Linked DNA regions of Bicyclus anynana: region 2 is linked to region 1. The links are chromatin contacts, called in public Hi-C maps. All regions are on one chromosome and are shown on one strand. Each heading gives the region's core, a stretch centred on a gene start, on an enhancer-like site or on the middle of the called end of the contact. The rest is flanking DNA. Distances are from core to core; before and after follow the strand shown.

The links. Hi-C and Micro-C count contacts between places; a contact is called where the count stands out from the background.
Region 2: a contact with region 1 is called in a Hi-C map of whole larva, with 2.5 times the contacts expected there. The contact joins the enhancer-like site here to the promoter of LOC112048189 in region 1. A contact is called at or near these places in 2 of 2 Hi-C or Micro-C datasets (whole body and whole larva).

The regions. Positions count from the first base shown.
Region 1 is chr1:4,191,302-4,198,372 of ilBicAnyn1.1, forward strand. LOC112048189 (myocyte-specific enhancer factor 2) reads left to right here and starts at 3,833. Exons shown (of 9, transcript XM_052883452.1): 1 at 3,833-4,064.
Region 2 is chr1:4,269,506-4,276,576 of ilBicAnyn1.1, forward strand. It overlaps LOC112048189 (myocyte-specific enhancer factor 2), which reads left to right. Exons shown (of 9, transcript XM_052883452.1): 2 at 1,502-1,648; 3 at 5,849-5,986; 4 at 7,068-7,071. The coding sequence starts at 1,595. Among protein-coding and RNA genes, the nearest start is that of Trnah-gug, 8.4 kb to the right of the region's middle. Within about 2 kb of position 3,971, at least 7 of the 8 cell types and tissues checked have open chromatin away from gene starts, as enhancers often do.

The DNA of each region.
Region 1 (7,071 bases), core at 2,583-5,082:
TACATTTGGGTAAATAGGGTCAATGTTAACTAATTTATACATAAAAAGCAAAGATTGTCTGGATATTTGCAAAATAAATGAGATTATAAAACTTCAAAATCTATTAAAAATATTTTATCGTAATTAGATGAAAATTCATACAGTTTTAGCTTCCTTACATTAAATGTGACATTTTTTAATATATAAACTATAAGCATAAACGCACAAATAACAAAGATATTAGTAATTTTGTTTGAACGCGCATACAAATCTAACGATCATTACATTGCCTATGACGTCATTAGTTCGAGCCATTTTTTATGGGGTGTTTTTCAGGGATCCGCGGCAGCGCCGCAAATCTGACTCTTTAGATACCTCTAGCTCCGAAAGTAATGATCGCAGATACCCTGTTCCATTTACAAAATTGCTTTACTATTAGTATACCTACTCTTAATTTATATACAATTTAAAAAACTGTCATCATCCCTATTACGATGACACTGGTGAAATGTTTTGATAAATTTCAGCTCAAGGCTAGTCCTGTCCTAGCGGAATCACTGGGAAACACAAAACAAAGAAAAAGAAAGAAAATCGGAGCCAGTGTGTTTCCTATTTTTTAAACACTGTTCTTCCATTAGTAAATTGTTGTTATTGTTAATTATAAATATAATTTAGTGAAATCTAAAGTTAGGTTAGGTTAGATTAGAGCATACCAACACGGCTCACATGCCGCCCGCGCTTATAGGCTAGTTGACATTAAATGGTCTTAAATTCATTATCATTGTACTACTTTGAACAAAATTATAATTTTAAATATTTTTTGACAATACGTGTCAAAACGCCATGATGGGCTACGTTCAACTGTTGCATGATGTCAACAAATTTTATACAAACGGAGCGTTTGACAAAAAGATTAGTTTGACGTTTAGTACATCAAGTAACATTGTGACGTCACAAAATGGACGACAGCGTTTTTGACGTTTGGAAAATTTGAAAAAATTACATGATTAAATGTTAAATTGAGTTTTATCCTTAACTTTTATTAATTAACTAACGGACCCGGTCAAGCTTCGCTTTGACTTATGTGTACTTCTTCCCTATGCCTACACTACCCTACCCTACCCATATCCCTACCCTACCATGCCATACCTCTGCTCTTCCACCACACTACCCATACCCTACCCCTACCATACCCCTACCCTACTTCTGAATTCATTTGTTACAAAAAATGTGATAATTATTTATTCGTCGAATTTTCATTGTTCCTGAGATGTATTCTGCTATTCTTGGCGGAGACAAATCCACCGAATCAAAAACTATGAAAATCGGTCCAGCAGATCTCGAGTTATAAGTGTTGTAACAAACCCGACTTTCTTTTATATATATAGAAGATATAGACATATTTCGGATCCTTTTTTTTTATTTTTTTTTTTATTCTTTACAAGTTAGCCCTTGACTACAATCTCACCTGATGGTAAGTGATGATGCAGTCTAAGATGGAAGCGGGCTAACTTGTTAGGAGGAGGATGAAAATCCACACCCCTTCCGGTTTCTACACGGCATCGTACCGGAACGCTAAATCGCTTGGCGGTACGTCTTTGCCGGTAGGGTGGTAACTAGCCGAAGCCTCCCACCAGCCAGACCTGGACAAATTAAGAAAATCTCTATCTGCCCAGCCGGGGATCGAACCCAGGACCTCCGTCTTGTAAATCCACCGCGCATACCACTGCGCCACGGAGGCCGTAATCCTTATTCCATGTACTACACGAAATTACCGCATTGCCCCCTGGCCACCACATCGCTACGCCACTGGCAGTAAGCCTTCAAAACAGGCTGATAATGAAGGTTGTCCATGAAAAAACGTAATTTTAAGCCGTTTTCAAACACAGTGTGACGTCACGTCTTTTCTTGTCATACGCTATATAAGTATACTGTATCTGTTATATAAACAGGTGCCAGGTAAAATATAGGTATAGAGAAACTTCATCTCATCGACTTCCAACTCTCCAGTATAATGACAGGGTTCAAAAGTAAGTTTTAAATACGTGCCGACCATTAAAGACTTATTCCGATCAAGTATTCCACAGCGTCTTAGGTACTTCTCTGATTTAGGAAATGAACGTTCAAAAATGAACTGTATAGTTATAGGAATAAGGTGTGAATTGCTGTGTAGTGTGAAAATCCGTGGGTGTTTTAATGGCCGAGCTGAGGCTTGGGGACAGCTGTCGCTCCCCCAGGCTCTAAGGGGTTTGTTTACAGCTCTCTTATTAATCTCTGAGCATAGGTTTTTTAATTTAATGTGAATATACTCAGTAGCTGACACCAATTTATTCTAATATGCAGATAAAGATGTCATTGGTCCAGTGGTCCTATGTGGCTATCACTCAACTCCGTACTCTACAGCTAACATCATCATTATCAACCCATATTCGGCTCACTGCTGAGCTCGAGTCTCCTCTCAGAATGAGAGGGGTTAGGCCAATAATCCACCACGCTGGCCCAATGCGGATTGGCAGACTTCACACACGCAGAGAATTAAGAAATTCTCTGGTATGCAGGTTTCCTCACGATGTTTTCACTCACCATTTGAGACACGTGATATTTAATGCATGCCCCGGACCGGATTCGAACCCACATCCTCCGGAATCGGAGGCAGAGGTCATATCCACAGGGCTATCACGGATTTATAGCTAACATTAAGGCTTACTAAAATGACGCGAAGTCCCGTTAAATGATGATAATGATGATGATGATGATGATGATGATGATGTTTAGTGGTCGTAAAAGAATGTAACAATATCATCCAAAGCCACAACCCGCATTGTAGCAGTGTGGTAAGCTTCTTATCCCCTCTCTTAAGATGAGGGAGGCCTGGTAATTGTAAATTAGCCTTCTTGAAAAAACAAATAAAAATTTCGAATGTTCCAAATCAATAGATCTGAGAGAATATAGCCTTGGTGTAAAGCCAAAAGAGTTTGATTACCACATTAGGTTATTTAAGGGTTATATATTTACGGGTTTTTGCAAAATCTGATCAGATTACTGGCGTAGCCAAGATTTTTAACCATAGTAGACATTATACGTAAAAATTGTACAAAATTCTAGGCTCTTCAAGGTAAAGGCAGTGCATTTTCCCATCTTTAATTGGACAGGAAGCGAATATCACAAGCGGGTAGTTACTCGTAGTGTTCACAAAGATTTGTCTCATGTTCGCGGAAGAATTACTTTTATTTGGTCTAAACCAAGCAACGACACTAGACCTAAACTTTGGTAGTTCATTATAAAGCTAACAACAACCAATTATATGGAATGTATTTTATTTTTATAGAAATGGACTTAATAAATATATGGTAGCCTTACTTATACAAGAAGGTGACGCAATTATAATATCTTAATTCAAAATTGTTAATGCATTAGACCGCTCTACATCATTCATTTTCCCGATGACACCATCAATTTGCTTTCAGCCCTGATTTATTATTGTGTTTATCTACGACATAGGTATATTCACCTTATCTGGCAGCTGCCCAATAAACTACGCGAAGTAACAACCAGCTCAGACGTCTAGATACGTTCGCAGAATCTAAAACGACGCTGAAACAATTACAATCTAATTTCCTTAAATTTATGCATAACGACATTCATTTCACATATTTAATTCGATCATGATGCTCCATCAGTGTTTTCCGCCCGTGAAACGTACGCCCAAGCTGAAGAAAGCTCTGTAGGGCGGGCGAGCGGCGCCGCGCTAGCGCTCCAAGCGGCCGCAGCGCGCAACATCCGTCTCGCGGCCATTGGCCGGTCGGCATGACGTCACGCGTCGCCCGACCAATGGGGGGGAGCGCGCCGTTGCCCGGCCGCAGTCCTAGCCGCCGCGCCTTCGTACGAGCCGTGTGTAGCTGCCGATCTCCTCCCCCGCACCCCGCCGCCGTTTCGCCCGCATTCTAGTCGTGGGTGTCGCGCCGTGCAGTCCTCGCGTGTGCCGCCGAACTCAGTGCGCCGTTTGTGAGTGCTATAGTTCCCGCTCGAGTGTCAGTGTGACGGAGAAACCTGAGATTCGCCGCGGAGGATGTTAACAGCGCACGGTGAGTGACGGAGAACGAGCGAGGCGCTTATCTGACGGCGGCGCCACGTGAACGCGCTCTATTTATAAAATGTAAACACGCCGCTAATTCGATTTGAGACGGTACTTCGGTGCTGGTGGTCAGGAGCGCGCGCTCTAGCGGGTAATAAAGATTGCGGAGGTACAGATTGGAGAGTTCCTGTGAGACGGCCGCGCCAGTGTCGCGTAATCGTGCACAAATGAGCGGAGTGGAACTGGAAGGAGTAGAATGCGTAGGTAATTACTGCGGGCGCGTATCTGACGACGGCGGCTCGGCTGGCGACGGCGTGATAACGTGACCTTGAAGCAGTCGCGAACGCCGGCCGGCGCTGGAGGCGCAGCGCGCGGCTCGGGAAATGTTCAGACAAACAACGATAACTCGCACTTGTGCACAATGATAACGATGTGTGCATGTACAATGTACATGGCGTGTTTGACAACAAACAAATGCTAATCACTTGCGTTTAACATCAACTCAATGGACCAAAAATTTGGAGATTTTAATTTTTGTAGGTTTTAATTCGTTTGCAAAATTTCCAATGATTTCCGCTATCCGTAACTAAACGTGTATTTATTTACGACCGGAGACTTGAGAAATTAATTTGAATTCTCTAAACGACCGCTGTAAATTAATTACAAACGACTGCATCAAATTAAATGACTAATGGCATTCAATGAGTAATTTAAATGTAGTTACCCGTCACTGTTTCACACAATTTTGTATCCAGTGTACTGAGGAAATTATCATATTATTTGTTCCTCAATTCCGTTTACAAGGAAAATAGGTACCTACTTTAATTCAAGGAATGTTATTGTACTGAATATTGTTCGGAGAGAAATAAACGCCGCTCTTTGCTATTGGCTGCAGTTTTATAGGCTGTAGATTTGTAATATGTCAGTCAAGTCTGTCCGGTTAGGTTACCTCGATACGGTCAGGTTCGAGGCGGTCGGCCCTTCTCCATACATGTAACCGCATTTAAAATCATTTACTGTTCTGCCGATCAAACTCTGCATGAGCAACAAAACGCCGTTTAAGAATGATTGAATAAGTATAAAGAAAATCGAATATTAATTAATACACAAATGTAGTAAAAAACGATGATTAGCATATTCATCGTGACCTTCAAGACTGGTTCCGACACAAAATCTGAAAGCAAAAACAAAACTGTACAAAAATTAAGAAGATTTGGGATTCTCATTCGCACTTACTCACACACGTTTGTTTGAAAAAGCGGTTGGCACAAATGAGTTGCCGACGTTCTTCTCCTTCGTGTGCATATTCGCTAACATGTGTGTGAGCGGGACGGAGTTAATTCGCATCGAACGAACGAACCGGCCATGCGAGATGCTCAGTCGTATCATAAATATTAATCAGGCGCTGGTGTCAACAGCCACCGCGTAACGCGATACCACTGCGATCCGCTGCTCGCCTGGTACTCTTGTATAGGAGCCAGACTAGCCTGTACTTCGAACATGACAATTATCAATCAACACACTACAGTGCACTTAAAAAACCTTATAATGTGTTTAATCAGAGAAATACAACGTCGCAAATTAAGTCCATATCTTGAGGACCTTTTGTGTCACAGAGTGTTTACAGTTTGATAAAAATCTTTCTACAAATATTAGCTTTCATTACAGCTACATCTAACTGTTGTACACACAAATTATATTATGAAGTTTAGATAATAAGTTATCGTATGCACATCCGTTTGCGCTTACGCATTCAGCCATGACCTGCCCTACAACTCACTGTGATTGGAGAATGCGATGTATGGTAAATTCCTCTAGTGATTTTAAATGGATTCATAGGACAATTATATCACGACCATTATTCTATACTGCATAATAAATGACAGTAACCATTTGTATACGGAGAGCTACAGAGTCTTCAGCAATTGATGGTACTTGTGCTAGCGTTTATTGTAGGGAAGTATTCGCTTCAATTAGGTTTATATGTAGAATCCGGTACCAACCAATGGCACAAATGGTTTTGTAACTCACAATTTAAAAAATGTTTCCAAATAACTTCTGTTCTATGACAATATTGATAACTTAAGCATAATTTTGGGGACATTCTAACAGTGATTGAATATTAATGTTTAATATTCATTTATGAAGACGGCTGTTTTCGGTTCTTCGCTCTATCGACCTTCGAGCGAAATGTTTTTGTAAAATTCTTGAAACGTGTATATCCAGATGTGCAAATTATAACGATAATAATCCGTTTTCTTTACGATTTGAAGTAATTCCGCAATTACTTTAAAATTTACTAATACACTACTTGATATTGAAATGTACTAGCGCAACATAATCATATTACGAGCTTCCTATAGATTTGTATGTGTTCATCTTATTATTATGTAAAATGTCAATATTTATGTGGGTATAATAACCTTGTCACGCTTGGTCAGCTGCGTATTACAATTTAAAGTTCTAACGTTTAAAGAGTTTAGGTTACAGCAAGATTTATCTTAAAACGATATAAACGGTTAAACCAGTTTCCATACTCGTGTAAGGGTTAAAGATAATAAAGGTTTAATTGCGCAGGTTCTTGCAGAATAATGTGACTTAAGAATTTATATAAAATAATAAATAAAAAGCGAAGAGAAAACAGGTCTTGCGGAGATCGTAAGAAGAATGATATGCGTAAGGTCCCAAGCAGCTAGACGGTCTTTATAAGGAAAAATGCAGTGCGAGAGTACTTCAAAAACAAATTAGGCGTTTTAGAATGTGCGCAGAATAAAGTAGCAATAGATTAGCGGTGAGTAATTTCATGAGCACAAAAAGAAAGGAATTAATTTTCATATTACATGCTAGCGAAACATGTTGTGCAAAGACAAGATCAAGAGTCGCGGGTTGCTTTTTTCCCGCTGCGTGTGAGCACATCTGTGGAGTTTTTTGCTCCTGTGTGTGTACAGACACTTTTTTGCGCCGATGCGAGCCATCGGCTCCGTAGGCACTGCGACGTGCGTGTTCAACTGTTTTTC
Region 2 (7,071 bases), core at 2,721-5,220, 78 kb after region 1:
TAAGGAGTACCACATAGACTAATAATTTTCCGTATACACTATACTCACGGGAACTGAAATGTGGGTAAAACCGTAAAATACGGGTAGTTTCTGTTTAAAAACTAACCCTTACGCTGTATATAACACATGTTCAGCAAATCTTACGGCTGAAATCGTTCGATCAGAAAAAAACAAGGTTATAGGGGCCTTACAGTGGGGGTCATTATGCAAATCTGTGACCTAACTGATGTATTATGGATACTTTAGTTACCGTGCTTGGTGCCTCAGCGATTTGTTAGTGATTGCATTTTTTATTGATAAACGTGCACTGTTCCGAATCCATAATGTGATTCTGTTGTTTTTTTTTTGTGATATTCGGCGCTTGTATTGAACGAAGTTATTCAAACCGATGCTACAGATGCTAAGTAATTCATACAAATAATAAATGAATAGGTTTTAAATGAATGAATGATAGATTTATTCATAAAAATGTATGTCTAACTAGCAGACGCCCGTGATTTCGCGTGAAATTTAGTTTTTCACAAATCCCTCGGGAACCATGGATTTTTTCGGGATGAAAATTAGTGTGTTAGTCTAGAATAAAATCAATTTTCATTCCAAATTTCAGCCAAATCGGTTCAGTAGTTGCAGCGCTAAAGAGTAACAAACATCAAAACAAACATCTAAACAAACATCCATACAAACTTTCGCGTTTATAATATTAGTAGGATTAGGTGAAGCTCATGTTAAATACGTTTAACTATTACCTATTGATATATGGATAGCAGTGCTAAATTGGCAATTGGCGAGGCGAGCGAGTAGCTGGGAGGCTTCGGCCATGGCTAGTTACCGATTTAGCGTTCCGGTACGATGTCGTGTAGAAACCGAAAGGGATTTTCATCCTAACAAGTGAGCCCGGTTCCATCTTAGATTGCATCATCACTTACCATCAGGTGAGATTGTAGTCAAGGGCTAACTTGAAAAGAATAAAAAAAACATATTATACTTCTAAGAGAAGATAAACGTTGGTGCCCCTGTACTGAAACGGCGACTCCTCATTGGAATTTTGGTCGCCTCTCCACTGGGTGGAGGGATGATATGAAACTCTACAACCCGAGCTACTGGATGAGGCGACTCAAGACTGTGATTTTTAAAACTTATTTCAGGAAGTCTAAGAACAACAGTGGATGTCCATATACTAATGAATGTTGATGATATTATAATAATACCTATTTATTGGTTTTCTCTAATGTAGATTGTTTGAATGTTTTTTTCTACTTCTGCAGATACATTGCTAACTTGCGAAGGTGTCATCATTATGAATAAAGAATATGAAACACAATCACACTTTTTAGACACAAGGAGTATAATGTAGCAATACAGAATAACTCTATTGTATATAACTAATGTGATTGCTAATAAAATTGAGAGACTTCAGCTTCACGAGTACGATAATCAAAACTGCTAATATAAAATTAACCTTATAGCCAAAATGATGAAGTTTACTTTCCCTTGTCCACAGATAGCAGCTGTTGACGTCCGAAGTAGCAGCCCGCCGCTCGGCCACTCTTATTCTCCCCCCGCTCCTCACACCCTCTCCAAGATTGCTGCCACCATGGGACGGAAGAAAATACAAATATCACGGATCACGGATGAACGGAATCGACAGGTTGGTACTTACTCTTTTTTATCGTTGGTATAGGTGTGCCATCATTTTTAGGGTTCCGTAGTCCACAACCCTTATAGTTTCGCTATATCCGTTTGCTTTCCGTCCGTCTGTCCGCGGTTTAGCTATTACTACTAGTAAGCTGTAATTAAGCTGGAGTATGAACATGAATAAAGTGCTGGAATGGCGGCCCCGCACCAGAAAGCGCCGTGTTGGTCGAACCCTCACCAGGTGGACTGACGACATCAAGCGAGTCGCAGGGATTCGCTGGATGCAGTTGGCTCAGTATCGTGATGTTTGGAAGTCCCTACAAAAGGCCTATGTTCTGCAGTGGACGTCCATCGGCTGATAGGATGATGATGATGATAATGAACATGAAAAATTTGAACAAACTCTTAAAATAAAATCTTGAAAAATACTTCTTTTTTGGGTACATTCCCAACATGTAAAGTGGAGATAATTTTTTTACATTTTTATCTCATAATGTGGGGTATCGTTGGATAGGTCTTTGAAAGATCAAAGATACGAGAGAGAATCTTTAAGTTTAGACCGACCATCGCTGTGTAAGAGTTGAATTATAACGCATAAGTATCAATAGCGTAAAACTCTCTTTTGCTCAGTTGGTGATGCTGTGGTTCTCAACAGAGGGGTCTTGGGTTCGATTCTCAGCTCAGATCTGTTTGGGATTCCATAATTTCTAATTTGATTTTATTTTCATACAAAACGAAAAATACGAAATTCAGAAAAACGAGAAATTTATTTATCAAATTGTTGTGCTAAAGGAAAACATTTCTTTTTCGGTTTTACATTACGTTTTCTTTAGATTTTAGCAATAAATAAAATTGGACTTAATTATTCCGAGTAACGAAAACCTAAGTAATGGAAAAGTACCAAATTACTCACTAAATCAAAATACAAAGTAAGTTCAGAAGTCAGTATGCGCAACAAGGAATAAGTAGACGAATTTATTACTCACAATTTTATCGCATCCATGTATTGTAAATAGGCTAAGGTCGAATACCAGACTATAGCAGAAAATTTACGAATTTAGGTATTAAATATGCAGTAGATATGAAATAAATTAAAAAAAAATGTTTATTTACCTACTATAGTCAGGCAAGTTCGTTGATGACACTCCCATGATATGCGGGCGACGAGGGGAAAGACTGCACGGGTGTGAAATCGTGCGTGCGGGGAAGTAAGGTGTATCAGTCGTCGGTTGTTCATTCATCGCTACACACTTCCCGGCGCGCGCAGCCCATCGGGAGTGTGACGAACGAAGTTGCCAAGCTATAACTCGGATGCGTACAGTTTCTTCTACTTAATTTTTTATTCAACCTACCTACTTTTTAAACCGCAACTACAACCAAAAGCTACCTTCTAGAATCTAGAGTCTAGACCAAACCTAAATAAAAAAAAAAACCTGAGTCAAACTAGAAAACAAATAAATTCACCCGAATTCTGTTCCTACCTGTATTTATTATTTACTCTTTGAAGAATATTTTTGCCAAATCTTTCAGTCAATTAACGTGAAGCTTTTGCGGCTTTCGTTAAATTATCAATTTTGCCCCAATATTGCTTTAACCATTATACATTTTACTACCAAGAAATGGTTTTAGGCAAAAAATGTCAATCATTTTTGCGTCCAACTTCAAATTCCTAAAGAAACCAATTAGGCGTTTCTAAATACTTCTGAACTTTTATATCTTTTAAATATATTATAGGAGATCATACACTTTGTCAAAGTGAAAAAGATCTGCAAAGTTGGATAAGGTATGGTATAATAATTAAAAAAAACCCGACTGCCTGATCTACTCGCACCTAGTCATCAGAAAATTTTGTATAGCGATTAATAAATAACTGTGTAAGTTAAGACATTAAATATCACGTGTCTCAAACGATGAAGGAACCTGCATACCAGAGAATTTTCTTAATTCTCTGCGTGTGTGAAGTCTGCCAATCCGCATTGGGCCAGCGTGGTGGACTATTGGCTTAACTCCTCTGATCATGAGAGGAGACTCGAGCTCAGCAGTGAGCCGAATATATATTGATAATGATGAGCGCTGACGAAGTGGTGGGCGTCCGATAGTTGCTGTATAAACAAAAGTACAGTAGAACCAGCCAGATTAAGTAGGTCTAAGGGCGGACGAAATCTCGGGAGTCTTCTAGTACAAGATACGCGCGAGAAACATAACCCTTCGTGAAGTCGGGTAAAAAAATAAATATAAAACACAAGGTTGTGCGAGGGAGATGACCTTACTGGTTTGACCTAACAGATGGGCAACAGGGGCATATCAGCACTGAACTCGCTGCAAACATTATCGCTAGGGACAACGACCGCGCACGCTACTAATTTATTAATTATACGACTACATGCCCTTGCCCAGTTCTCTTAGATACGCAGAGCTTCCTTTAACCGGTTTATCTGAACGCAAAACTCATGGTTGGATAGGATCTTGTTATAATGGTCCTGCGATCGAGGATCAGACGGCTAAAATGTAAGTTGCGAAGGTCAATTCACTTTTGCTAGTATTTACGTTATGAGTATACTTGAAAGTGGGTGGATGTTTTGTTCAGGATATTTATTATGAAGTGTAAAATGGATACTTTCATTAAGGCTGATCAGGTAATTTCAAATTTATAAATGAGTTTTTATACAATAACATTAAAGTATACAGCGTCCGAAATTGGAAACCAAACGCCTTTTTTGGTTAAAAATAACAAATGGAAAAAAAATTAAAGCGAATCAAGGAAATTGATTGTCATTATCAAATCAAAAAATATGAACACTGAAATCAATAACATTGTAAAAAATAAATGACAGAATTTTGATTTTTTTACATTTTTTGCATCAAAAATTTCATCACCATCGAACAACAAATATGGAAAACACATTTATTTTATCTTTCTCTCATGTACAATTGATTTTTTTTTTAATTTTCGTCATTTACATGAACTCATGTATTTATCATCAAATTAGTATACCTAAATCTAAACAAAATCAGATTAATATTTCGAAAAATAAATACAGCTACAGAATAAGTCATCCATTAGTTCATCAAAATGTCCGTGACCCATAAATTGAGTGCGATAACTTTCTGCGTCGCGTTAAAATGTTAACACAATAATTTCTTTGTTTCGTGCAAACTGTGCACCTACTGTGCATTTATGAAGTGCATTCACGATATACCTAACACTTCAGAAATGTAAATGATTTCCTTTTACTTCCTGGTCATTGTTTTTAACTGGCATAATTCGTATTTTTATTTCAATAAGTAATGCGTGATTTACCTGATTTACAAAAGGAAGTTTGACGTCACTTTTGTCCTTGCATCTATTATATCATTTTTTTTTTTTGCCCAGTAATAAGGTTTATGAAAAGTGGCAAATCTCCAAATAGTTCCTCGTAGACTTGACCAATAAAAAGTCTTATTATCTCTGATTTTAGATGTCATTTGGTAGTGCTCCATTGTTCAAACATAAATTAAAATCATTTGGATTTTTGCCAACTCCAATTCTACCTAACACCTCAACTCTGCAACCGTCATGAAAATCACGATTTATGTTTATTCAACTATGTATTTTCTAGAATATTAAGCTCAATATCTTGTATGGTCATTTTAAGGCTTTCAAGATTTAGAAGAAAACGAAAACGAACGTTTAGGATGTTCTGAGCTTCTGATGTTTGTATTTCACCAAAAAATTAATGTATTTCTAAGCCATTGTCATACATGATCACATGATCTAATAGACCATACAAACCTTCGTCAGCTGTAAGTTTGTAAGCTCATGCTTCTACCATAAGTAAGTACGGTAGCCAATTATGAAGTTTGAACCGTGGTGGCTTTGGGATTTAGCAGGCTTTAAGGATCCAGAACCTCATATGTTCTCCTCGGCATAATATGAGAAATTATATTCCCAGTCGCCAGTCACTTAACTTCGCGGCAACCCTTCGAAAAACTCGTCTATAAAGTAAGACGCTACTTTTGGAAATCCTTATTTGTATTACTTGTAACGTAAAGAGCCGTGATAGCCCAGTGGATATGACCTCTGCCTCCGATTCCGGAGGGTGTGGGTTCGAATCCGGTCTGGGGCATGCACCTCCAACTTTTCAGTTGTGTGCTGATGATGATGATGATGATGATGATGATGATGATGATGATGATGATGATTACTTGTAACAAATGACTTCTTTGTTTTCAGGTGACATTCAACAAGCGCAAATTCGGGGTGATGAAGAAAGCTTACGAGTTGAGCGTGCTCTGCGACTGCGAGATCGCCCTCATCATCTTCAGCTCCAACAACAAACTCTACCAGTATGCCAGCACGGATATGGATAAGGTATAATATTTATCAGCATTCTTAGTAGTAGCAGATCCGTATTAGAAACGAACTTCACCCATCTATTAATTGGACTTAAAGTGTTATAAATCTTGTACGTTTCAACATATTGCGAGTAGGTCGCCTAAAACTTTCATGGCGAAACTATTATTAACTGACATTAATGATAGTTGGCCATGAGTTTTTGAGGCAATCTACTCGAAATATAATGTACTAAATTGGATTTAAAATACTTTTAATCCATTAAACAGATGGGCGAAGCTTGACTGGGTTGTTAGTAAATAAATATCACAATATTAAAATCACAAATTGCTTCAACTTCAAGTTTGATGTTGAGGAATGTCTATTAATACGCTAGGAGAACTCAGAAAACCGTGAACAAAGAAGTGAAACTCTAATTTCTAGTTAATTGAATCTAGTTTTGCTCTGCGCGCTGAAAAATAAGCAAATTTTTCAAGAATTTCGTAAAGTAACGTACAAGTATATGACGTGACTAGCTGCCACCGCGCGGTTTCACCCGCGTGGTTCCCGTTCCCGTAGGAATACAGGGATAATATATAGCCTATAGCCTTCCTCGATAAATGGGCTATCTAACGTTGAAAGAATTTTTCAAATCGGACCAGTAGTTCCTGAGATTAACGCGTTCAATCAAACAAACAAACAAACTCTTCAGCTTTATAATATTAGTATAATATATATTTATATATATAATTTAATAGGACGTATTTGTACACGCTTGCAGGTGACTTAATAGTAAGGTAGACGTAATATACTATGAGTACTATACATATGTATATAGGTACGAGTACTTATACTTGCTATTATTGACAACAGACTACTTTAAAACTGAAATGAAAGATCGAGTCAATCTCTCTGCAGTCAATATATAATGGGCATATTATAAAAAATCCATGGGCTTACAATAATAAAAATACATCTCAAGATTAATTGCGTTTGTTGAATAGAAGCTGCAAAGTATGATAGGTCTATAGCGCGAACATTGTACGATGCAATCGCGACTCCAAGATCGCATTTGCCGCATCCCACACAATTATCCCTAATGGCTGTCGTAATGTTGCAGGTGT